Regions from separate parts of the Zea mays genome. Here all the other regions are linked to region 2. Evidence: chromatin contacts called from public Hi-C data. All regions are on one chromosome and are shown on one strand. The core of a region is the stretch at or near the end of the contact, and the rest is flanking DNA. Distances in the headings are between cores, read along the strand shown. Region 1 holds the start of LOC100273927 (Serinc-domain containing serine and sphingolipid biosynthesis protein). Region 2 holds the start of LOC103646246 (sialyltransferase-like protein 3). Region 3 holds the start of LOC100281173 (cytokinin-O-glucosyltransferase 3).

Region 1 (2,968 bases), core at 379-2,878, 160 kb after region 2:
AAACCCCAAGAAACTTGCCCTATCTAACGGACTGGACGAGCCAAAGGCACAATCACCAGGTACCAGGTCGGTGCGCTTCGTGTTCGTGATTTCGTCCGGGCAAACGAACCTGCCTGCTCGATCGTGTGTTTCCCTTAATTGCACGGTAGGACAAGCGTCCGTGGCGTCAAAACGTGATTTCTTGGAGAAAAACGAGCGCACCGCAGTCCCCCAGTCCCGTCCCGGACACCCCGGTTCGGCTTTAAATAAGAGCGGCCCGAGCCCGTGACCCCCAACGGTCGCCTGGACGTGTATTTTTTTAAAAAGGAAAATCATAATTAAAACTAAATATTATAACTAATAAACTAATAGAAAGCTTTAGGACTAGCTCCATATATCGATGGGTAGTGGTGCTTGTTGAGGGTGATAAAACACTGGGAAAGAGGAGAGAAACAAACAATATAATTCCCCTTTGAGTAAAATATGTTGTCGGTCTTTACACTTGTTTAGGTTTGTTAAATTGGTCCCTAAACTCTCAGAGTAGCCAATTATATTTCTAAACATTGTTCAGGTATCATTTTAGTCCAATCAACTATAAACATGATCTAATTGGCTAATGTGGCCTTGTCACCGTGTCGTCCACGCGGCACGGCCTTGCCGCATGGCCACCTCCTCGTCCTCGACGAGCCTTGCTCCGAAGATGCCGTTGCACGTGGACAACACGATGGTAAGACCATGTCAGCTAACCAAGTCATGTTCACAACAATTTTGGCTAAAATGACATCATGAACCGATGTTTAGAGATCTAATTAGTTATTCTGAGAATTTAGAGATCAACTTGACACCCTTGAATAAGTTAAGAATAAGACCCAACTATTCTAAGAATTTAGAGATCAACTTGACACCCTTGAATAAGTTAAGAATAAGGTCTTGTTTGTTTCTCCCTAGTATTATATAATCTACCTTACAGATTATATAATCATTTATTGACCTGCATATAGATATTATAATCTAGATATTTATATTACATAATCCACTCAACAATCTATGTTGTTTGTTTATCTATTAAATTATTTAAACTAAATTATATAATTTAGAGGGTAAATAAATAGGACCAGTTTAGGGACCGCCGGTGTTGACGTTGTTTAGCTGCGATAGAGAAATTTTAGTATGATCGGTAGTTTTGAAAATAGTTTTAGGTTCAGTTTGGTTGGGCTGTGGCTGTGAAAAAAGTTGTTATAGGTTGTGAGCTGTGAAAAAAGCTGTTGTAGGCTGTAAGCTATTAAAAAGCTAAAAACCGGTTAGTGGAAACCACTAAAAGTCGTTAAAAATTCATCGATATATGTTTTCATAGTTCCATCTAAAAAGCCACTAAAAGCAGGTCCAGAGTTGCTTTTAGATTTAAACTACGAGAAAGTCGGCTTTTAAAAAAAGATGCTTCCTGAATCCAGCACTTTGGTTAGCTTTTGGTTTTTAGGGGGTTAGGTTTTGGTTTTTAGGGGGGCAAAAGCCAAAGTCAAAAGTGAAACCGGCCCTATTTCTCTATCGCAGCTAAGATAAAGAAATAGTTTTTAAAAAGACATAAAAATCCACGGCTGCAGCCTGCAATGCAACACAGCCTGCCCGCTGCGCCCGGCTTTAAAAGGCGCAAAAGCGAACGAGGCAGGCGCTCCTCCGCACCACCGTACACCGGACCCGGAGCAGCTCGCCGCCGTGAATTCCCGTTTCCCTTCACTTCCGTTGTTCCGCGTCCGAATTTTGCAGGGCATTGCCGCGGCGACCCTAACCCTCCCTGCTGGCTGCTGCTCCGCGCAGGAACCCAGCGCTGAACCGACGGGGAGAGGCGAGGCCGCGCTTTACCCCGGGAACTACGAAGCAACGACGGCGGGACTGAGCAGGCGGGGATATGACTGTGATCAAGGCAGCTGGAGCGGAGCCGTGCGGAGACGGCGGCGCGTACGGCGCGAGGCGGCGGCAGTCGCTGCGGGCGCGGTACGCGTACGGGTTCGTCTTCTTCGCCACCAACCTGCTGGCCTGGTTCGTCAGGGACTACGGGGCAAGGGCGCTCCGCGGCTTGCATCGTGAGTTCCTCTTCCCTTCAGAATTCAGCTCTCGCATTTGTGGCCTGAGGAAGGACGCATTCTGTGCTCACCGATTACGATTACGCCTGCAGATGTGCCGGTCTGCGGAGCAGGGGACTCCAAGTGCTTCCAGTCCGGAGGAGTGCTTCGAGTAAGCTTGGGCTGCTTCGTATCCTTCATCTAACAAGCACGGTGTGTGTTCGTTTCAGCTCATGTAACTGATGGGCCCGTTCACTGTATATACGAGGCATGCAGCTAGAAGCCTAGAATGTTTTCAATTACAACCGTGTTTCGGAGTCCTTAACCAAACTATGGGCCCGTTTGGAATGGGGTTTTCTGGATCCAGTTGCTAGTATGTTGTACAAATTTGAACTAAAATCCTAAAATCTGTTGGAACAACCTGTCTAAAACGCTAAAAGGGCATGGTCAAGGATTCAGGATAGTAGATGCACTAGTTCCAGAATCCAGAGCTACTAAACATTTGACATTGTGGACCGTGCTGTGTTTCCTTGGGTTCACTTCCTTACAGAATGTTAAGATATTTTTCTGGGTGATGTTTGCCACAACATTTGGAACTCGCAAGCTCCATGAAGCTCGTAATTCGTGGCATTCTGGATGTTGGATTCTGAAGTCTCTTGTGTATGCCATGTCGATCGGCATCCCATTTATCATCCCTAACATCTTCATCCAATTTTATGGTAAGTTCTGTGCAGTACTGTGGCTGTGTGGCAAACGTCGTTGCTGTAGATGTAAGATATCTTGGGCATAAGTGAATGTGCAGCAGTTATAGAGTGGGAATTTTGCTTTACTTCATAGCAACTAGTTTATATGAGAAATTAATGCTTAGAAATGCCAAGGCCAATCAATTCACAGTTCCTTGCTTTGGAAAGTTCAAAATATGATAAACA
Region 2 (3,221 bases), core at 35-2,534:
CAATGGCGTATGTGTATGTACGTCGGCACTGACTGACACGGCCGTTGATTAATTTGAATGAATAGTCACCGGTAGACCACGACCGGCGGCAGCCTGAAGCCGGAGTCCCGCAGGAACGGTATCGCCTCCGGCCGCGCCTCGAGGTCCCGGTAGAACTCGTACTCGGCCTCGTAGTCGTGCAGGTCCAGCTCGCCCCGCTGCAGCGTGTGGTAGTGGTGGCGCGCGCCGGGGTCCTTGCCGAAGCCGAAGACGGACACCCGGCCGCACACGCCCGCCGCAGCCACCACGGCCTGCATCCCCGACGAGTAGTGGAACATGCCCTCCTCGTGCCGCGTGCCCCACTCCTCCGCCGGCCGGCCCGTCTCGCGCACGAACCGGCGCAGCGAGTAGTACTTGGCGAGCCGCGCGCACAGCGAGTCCAGCCGCGGGTCCGTCACGATCACCGGCGCCGACGCGCCTGCGCTGCACACCGCGTGCTCCACGAAGTGCGCGGCGTTGCACATGTAGGTGAGGATGGGCACGCGGTCGCCGTAGGCGCGGCAGTGCCGGCAGCCGGCGGTCGTGCAGCGGCTCAGCACGTTGCTGTTGAGGAAGGCGAGGCCGGTCCTGGCGCCGACTTGGCGCGCGTACCTGCCCGCGCCCGCGGGCGCGTTGTTGAGGCGGATCACCAGGTCGTGGCCGTCGATGAGCGCGCCGTGCTCCCGCGCCAGCAGGATGCCGCTGTTGCCGACCACGGCGCACGACGCGTACGGCCGCCGCCCGTCGTCGCTGTCCGTCGCCCCGGCGCCGACGCCGTAGTGCCACCGGTCGAGGGGGCGCTTGATGAGGTCCACGAGCTCGGCCATCACCTGGGGCTCGAACCGCTGCCTGCCGAGCCACTCGCGGAGGCCGCGCACCGCGGCGTCCCGGCGCTCCGGGGGAGCCCTCGTCAGGTTCCCCTCCAGCAACCTCTCGGCGGCCCGCAGCACTGCCGACGCGGCCGGGTCCGCGGCCGCGAGCTCCGCGAGCGTGGCGTCCACGGCGTAGCTTCCCGCGTCGTCGTCAGCGCAGGCCTGCTGCGCGTGGCGCAGGGGACATCGCAGCAACGTGAGGAGTAGGAAGACGGCGACCAGCAGCAGCAGGAGCAAGACCGACGACGGGTGGCTCCACCGCCTCTTCATATTGGAAGCACACGTACGTACTCGTGCCCGGCTACCAAGCTAATTAAGCTTCCTCGTGTTCGTGGCGTGGGCGCTTTTTATTTACTGATATATATAAACCATGAATCTAACGCTGCACACGTCCGCTCTCGCAGGCTGTAATTAGACCTTAGTCGTCGTGGACTCGTGGTGATGGTGGTGGTGGATCGATGCGTAAACTAATCGTCTTTCTGCTTGCAAGTTGCGCCAGGTTCATGTGGGGGAAAGCTACGCGGTGATAGGATTAGCGAAGGTTCCAAACGACGCCTAGCTCCCCCGGGCTCGCGTGTTTTCTTGGCCAGGGGGGATCGGCACGGTGGAAGGATGACGTGGCAACTTCGTCGTTGCCGGCACGTCGGATGGAAAGATTGAGACATTCCCTTGCTTCAGTCCAGTAGCGATCCATCTTACACAACACACGCCCTTTTTAAAAAGGGTTTTTACACTCCCATGTTGGAGCTCTAGAATCTTTGGATCCGCAGAACTTTATTATTGCCATTTCTTTTTTCCCCAGAATTATCTCCAACCCAAGATACCCTCCAATAAGCACTATAATAAGAGATACACCACTAATAATTAATTATAGCACCGGTTCTGAGTTTTCTATGACCTAGCGCGAGACTTAAAACCAAAGCCCCTGATACAAATATCCTCCTCCATCATATTTAATAAATATAATGAAAGGCTAGATTAGAATAAACTTAAGATTTTACTGTAGCTTACCCATGTGATCTATGGACGAAGCCGAATGGCGGGGTGTGACTGTAGTGTGGATGACATGTTGACCTAAAGGAGATCAGCGCTCATGTTAGTCTTGTCACCATAACGTAGATGGCGTGCTGATTGCTGACCCAAAAGGGTCAATTCTCATGTTAGCCTTGCCATGTAGATAGCAAGGTGCTGACATAGTGACACATGGATAATATGGACATGTAGTTACCACTTGGTAAGTTCAATGAGCTACAGAAACAGTACGTTTTAAGGTTCGGTGCCTATATACAAAAAAAAAGTTTACGTATATATATCGAACCCTAACTATTAAGCGGACGACTACTGACAGATTTTGATGTTGCAAAGCACCTTTTGACTATGGATTGGATGGTGGTGAAGTGTATGTAAATGCGCCAAACTTGTGGTGCCGTTCTGCCAATCGCGACTGACGACTCACTGTTGCTCCAGCGGTTGTGCATGGACCGGGCAAAATTTCCCGTGTTGTAGCCTGCCGATCGAGGAAGACGTGGGGAGCGAGCAAGTAGTAATTCCACGCGGAAGGCCAGGCCAGCCCAGCCGCCGGCGCCGCGTCATGGCTGACCCACCGCGTTGCCCTCTCCGTCCCCGTCCCCGTCAGCCGCCTTCTAGTGATTTACCAGTTCACAAGAAAGAATCCGCGATAGCACCAAGTAGAGATGTCCAAACGGGCCGCCCGGCCCGGTCCGACCCGGGTCCGGTGAAGCCCGGCCCGTTTTAGGCCCGGCCCGCCAGGCACGATTAAAAAACCGGGCCGGGCCGGCTAAGCACGCGGGCTCAATTTCTTGTCCGAGCCCGGCCCGCAATGGGCCTAAACGGGCCGGGCCGGCCCGTTTAGCACGAAAAAAGCGGGCCGAAAAGCGGGCTAGGCGGGCCGAAAAGCACGTTTTAGTGTAAAAAAACGGGCTTAACGGGCTTAGAGCTAAACGGGCCGTGCCGGGCTAGTCCACCGTGCCTAATTTCCTGTCCGAGCCCGGCCCACTTATTCGTGACGGGCCGGCCCGGGCCCGTATATAACCGGGCCGTGCCGGGCTCGGACCGGGCCCAAAAAGCGGGCTTCGTGCCGGGCTCGCGGGCCTCGTGCTTATTAGACATCTATAGCACCAAGGCAGGCAGCCAGTGCGAAAGAGTTGTTCTTTTTTGCTTTACGGATGTACTAGCACCTAGACCCACCTCCTCAAACCGAGCTGGCGTGTATGTATAAATCGAAAACCACGACAAACCAGCTTCGATGAAAGCGCATGATTTTTTCTCAGATGGCTGGCCAGCTGGGGGGTGAGAGCAACCGAGTAGCAG
Region 3 (3,375 bases), core at 230-2,729, 220 kb after region 2:
TTGACATCCGGTTCTTTGAACTTTCTGTTGCATGTTCACTACTGATCTGTGTATTGTGCTCTTTACTTGAAGCTATCGGTCAAACTTAGTGCTACTAGGTGTGGGTGTTGCCATATATATTTTACACAGGACAATGTCTAAATTTATGTAGTGTTTTGTTTGCTGGTAGAGTTATTCTTCATTGGGCGTTACTTTGCAATAAATATTATTATAATGTTGGTTTTCCCACAAAAAATGGCAGCAAGGAAACTTTAAGCTTATGCTGACATCTGGATTTTATATTAATAAAACCAACTAGGCAACTTTTCCTCGAACCATTGTGGTGATATATTGCTGTGGGGGTTTCCATATCTTGGTGATTTTCAATGTTTAAAGACTTGATATCTTGAAATGTGAGCTGAATATTATTCATATATCTACTTGATATCCCACCCTTGTGCCAGAAGCTCACAGACATCCATTTGCTGGTTAAGTCCTTTCGGTTTTGTGCTAGTAAACTACAAGCTGATGCCTACTGTGAAGTACTAACCTAGTCCTCTTGTTTTGACCAGAATATGCTTATACCATGAAGGTTACTGAGAAATGTGATATATATAGTTATGGCGTCGTGCTGCTGGAGCTGCTAACTGGGCGTGCCCCTGTGCAACCCTTGGAACTAGGAGGCGATCTGGTAACATGGGTAAAGAACTACATCAAGGACAATTGTTTGGGTCCAGGGATCCTCGATAAAAAAATGGATTTACAAGATCAAAGTGTTGTCGATCATATGATCGAGGTCATGAAAATTGCTTTGGTATGTACTAGCTTGACTCCGTACGAGAGACCACCAATGCGGCATGTTGTAGTCATGTTAAGCGAGTCTAAAGATAGGACGAGGGTCAGCTCTGCATCCTCGCCTGCCTCTGATGATTCTTCAAAGAAGGATGACTCATAATGTATTTATAATATGTTCGATTAGCCAAAGGTAATACACATTTTTTTACTGACTTTTCCTAGTATTGATAGTAATTAGTAGGGTTCTTGTAATCTGCATTCATTATTTGTGTCAGCATTTCGTAGGGAGAAATATGATAGTGGTTCATAGTTTCGTAGTGTCATTGTATGCCGTTGTCTCAGAAAGGTTTCAGACTAGCATGAAGCATTTGAGGCACGTGACGGTCTTACTGATGCCGTTGTCTCTCAGAAAGGCTTCCTCTTCTCTGCAGATGTTCATTGTTCAGTTAATTCTATATGCGTCGGTGCATTCTTACTCGAGTTACAAGTACACTAGGAACACCTGTCAGGTAGCCAATTCTGTAATATTCTCCAACATGAACTGCAGTGCAGATCATATGTAATCATCGATCATATGCAATCGCTCTTTGTAGCTGTTAACCTGTAGCCTCTGATCGTTGTTGCTGAGTCGTCTTTCTCTTCCCCTTGGCATGTCCGTACCAAAAAATAAGTTATGAAACCACGAAGTCGCGCCCACCAACGGACGCTGCCTCTAAAAAAGCAGATCAGCGCGTTGTCGCAGCGTCGGAGCACAAGCGACATCGCTCCCCGGGGGCCGTCGGCCGGCGACCGGCGACTTCCGCAGTAGAACCAACTCCACCCACCCATCCACTTGGCCAGCAGCTTCTTGCCTGCATCAATTGCCATGGCGGCGGTGGAAGCGAAGAGGAGCCCACACTTTGTTCTCTTTCCCTTCCTGGCTCACGGCCACGTCCCTGTCTTCCTCCGCCTGGCTGGCCTCCTCCGCGCGCTCCGCCCAGGGCTCGAGGTCACGCTCGTCTCCACCCCGCGGCTCCTGGGCTCCCTCACGCTCCCGCCTGCCTCCCCACCCGTGCGCCTCCACGCGCTCCCGTTCGTCCCCGCCGACCACGGCCTGCCCCCAGGCGCTGACTCCCTCGCCGATGTCCAGATCCACCAGTTCATCACCTTCTTCACGGCCTCCGAGTCGCTCCGCCCTGCGTTCGAGAAGTTCGTCTCCGGCATCGGTTCCCCAGTCTGCATCGTCGCCGATGCCTTCTTCGGGTGGACGGCCGAAGTCGCGCGCGCGCGGGGCGCGTCCCACGCGGTGTTCCTTCCCGGCGGCGCGTTCGGCAACGCCGTGTTCTTCTCCGTGTGGGAGCACCTCCCGCACGCCCTTACGGCCGCCGACGAGTTCCCGCTGCCGGATTTCCCAGACGTCGTTCTCCACCGCACGCAGATCCCGAGGTTCATCCTCTCTGCCACGGGGGCGGACCCCTGGACGGCCTTCTTCCGGCGCGTCATCGCCTCCTGCCGCAAGACCGACGCTCTCCTTGTCAACACCGTCCGGGAACTGGAACCCTCCGGCCTCGACATGCTCCGGAGAAGCTTCGGCGTCCAGCCATGGCCAATCGGGCCAGTCCTCGCAGAGCCGACGGCCCCGTCGTCAGACTCGCGGGACGACGCCAGCATCATCCGGTGGCTGGACACGCACCCGCCGCGCTCGGTGCTGTACATATCATTCGGATCGCAGAACAGCATCAGCGCGGATCAGATGATGGAGCTCGCGCTGGGGCTGGAGGCGAGCGGTCGCCCCTTCCTCTGGGCGCTCCGCCCGCCGCTGGGGTTCGACGCGAAGGACGTGTTCAGGCCCGAGTGGCTCCCGGCTGGCTTCGAGGAGCGAACGGCGAGGGCGAATGTGGGACTGCTGGCGCGCGGGTGGGCGCCGCAGATGCGGATCCTGTCGCACCCGTCCACCGGCGCGTTCCTGAGCCACTGCGGGTGGAACTCCGTCCTCGAGAGCCTGTCCCGCGGCGTGCCGCTGATCGGGTGGCCGTTGGGCGCCGAGCAGTTCTTCAACGCAAATCTCGCGGTCGAGTGGGGCGTCTGCGTGGAGCTGGCGCGCGGGAACCTGGAGAGCTCCGCGGTGGAGAGCAGGGCGGTGGTCGAGGCCGAGCGGACGGTGATGGGGGACACGGCGAAGGGTGATGAGATGAGGAGGGTGGTGGCGGCGATCGCACGCACCATGGAGGCCGCGTGGGAAGCGCCTGGCGGGTCGGCGGCGGAGAGCCTGGAAGGGTTCCTGCGATGCGTTGAACCCTGAGATGCCCCGCTTTGAGATGGTTGCGCGAGGAATCTGCAACTAAGTACGCGCGCGGGAAATCTGTGTTAAGAATTCCTCAACTACAAAGGACGACGGATTGATGGGATTACGGCTCCTGTTGCATTGTAACAGAAACGGATTTGTTTGGTTCATTAACGTGTAGCCTGCAGGATTGGATAGCGCTTCTGGGTAGAGATAACGAGCAGACAGTGGTGCAAACGTTTACGGGCATAAAAAACGGTGAACCAAACAACACCTTAAAATTTGTCATGAAAACTTCAGATATATTTGGTTTGCGACTAACTACGCTAAAATATGAT

What was found. Hi-C and Micro-C count contacts between places; a contact is called where the count stands out from the background.
Region 1: a contact with region 2 is called in a Hi-C map of tassel, with 4 times the contacts expected there. The contact joins the promoter of LOC100273927 here to the promoter of LOC103646246 in region 2. A contact is called at or near these places in 13 of 25 Hi-C or Micro-C datasets (bundle sheath, ear, endosperm and 4 more).
Region 3: a contact with region 2 is called in a Hi-C map of leaf, with 2.8 times the contacts expected there. The contact joins the promoter of LOC100281173 here to the promoter of LOC103646246 in region 2. A contact is called at or near these places in 2 of 25 Hi-C or Micro-C datasets (bundle sheath and leaf).

The regions. Positions count from the first base shown.
Region 1 is chr2:32,098,608-32,101,575 of Zm-B73-REFERENCE-NAM-5.0, forward strand. LOC100273927 (Serinc-domain containing serine and sphingolipid biosynthesis protein) reads left to right here and starts at 1,629. Exons shown (of 13, transcript NM_001360496.1): 1 at 1,629-1,692; 2 at 1,795-2,060; 3 at 2,153-2,229; 4 at 2,599-2,758. The coding sequence starts at 1,886.
Region 2 is chr2:31,941,659-31,944,879 of Zm-B73-REFERENCE-NAM-5.0, forward strand. It overlaps LOC103646246 (sialyltransferase-like protein 3), which reads right to left and starts at 1,285. Exons shown (of 1, transcript XM_008670973.3): 1 at 1-1,285. The coding sequence starts at 1,160. The coding sequence ends at 66.
Region 3 is chr2:32,157,051-32,160,425 of Zm-B73-REFERENCE-NAM-5.0, forward strand. It overlaps LOC100281173 (cytokinin-O-glucosyltransferase 3), which reads left to right and starts at 1,480. Exons shown (of 1, transcript NM_001154092.2): 1 at 1,480-3,308. The coding sequence starts at 1,640. The coding sequence ends at 3,055. LOC112136070 reads left to right here. Exons shown (of 2, transcript NM_001361083.1): 2 at 552-1,382. The coding sequence ends at 934.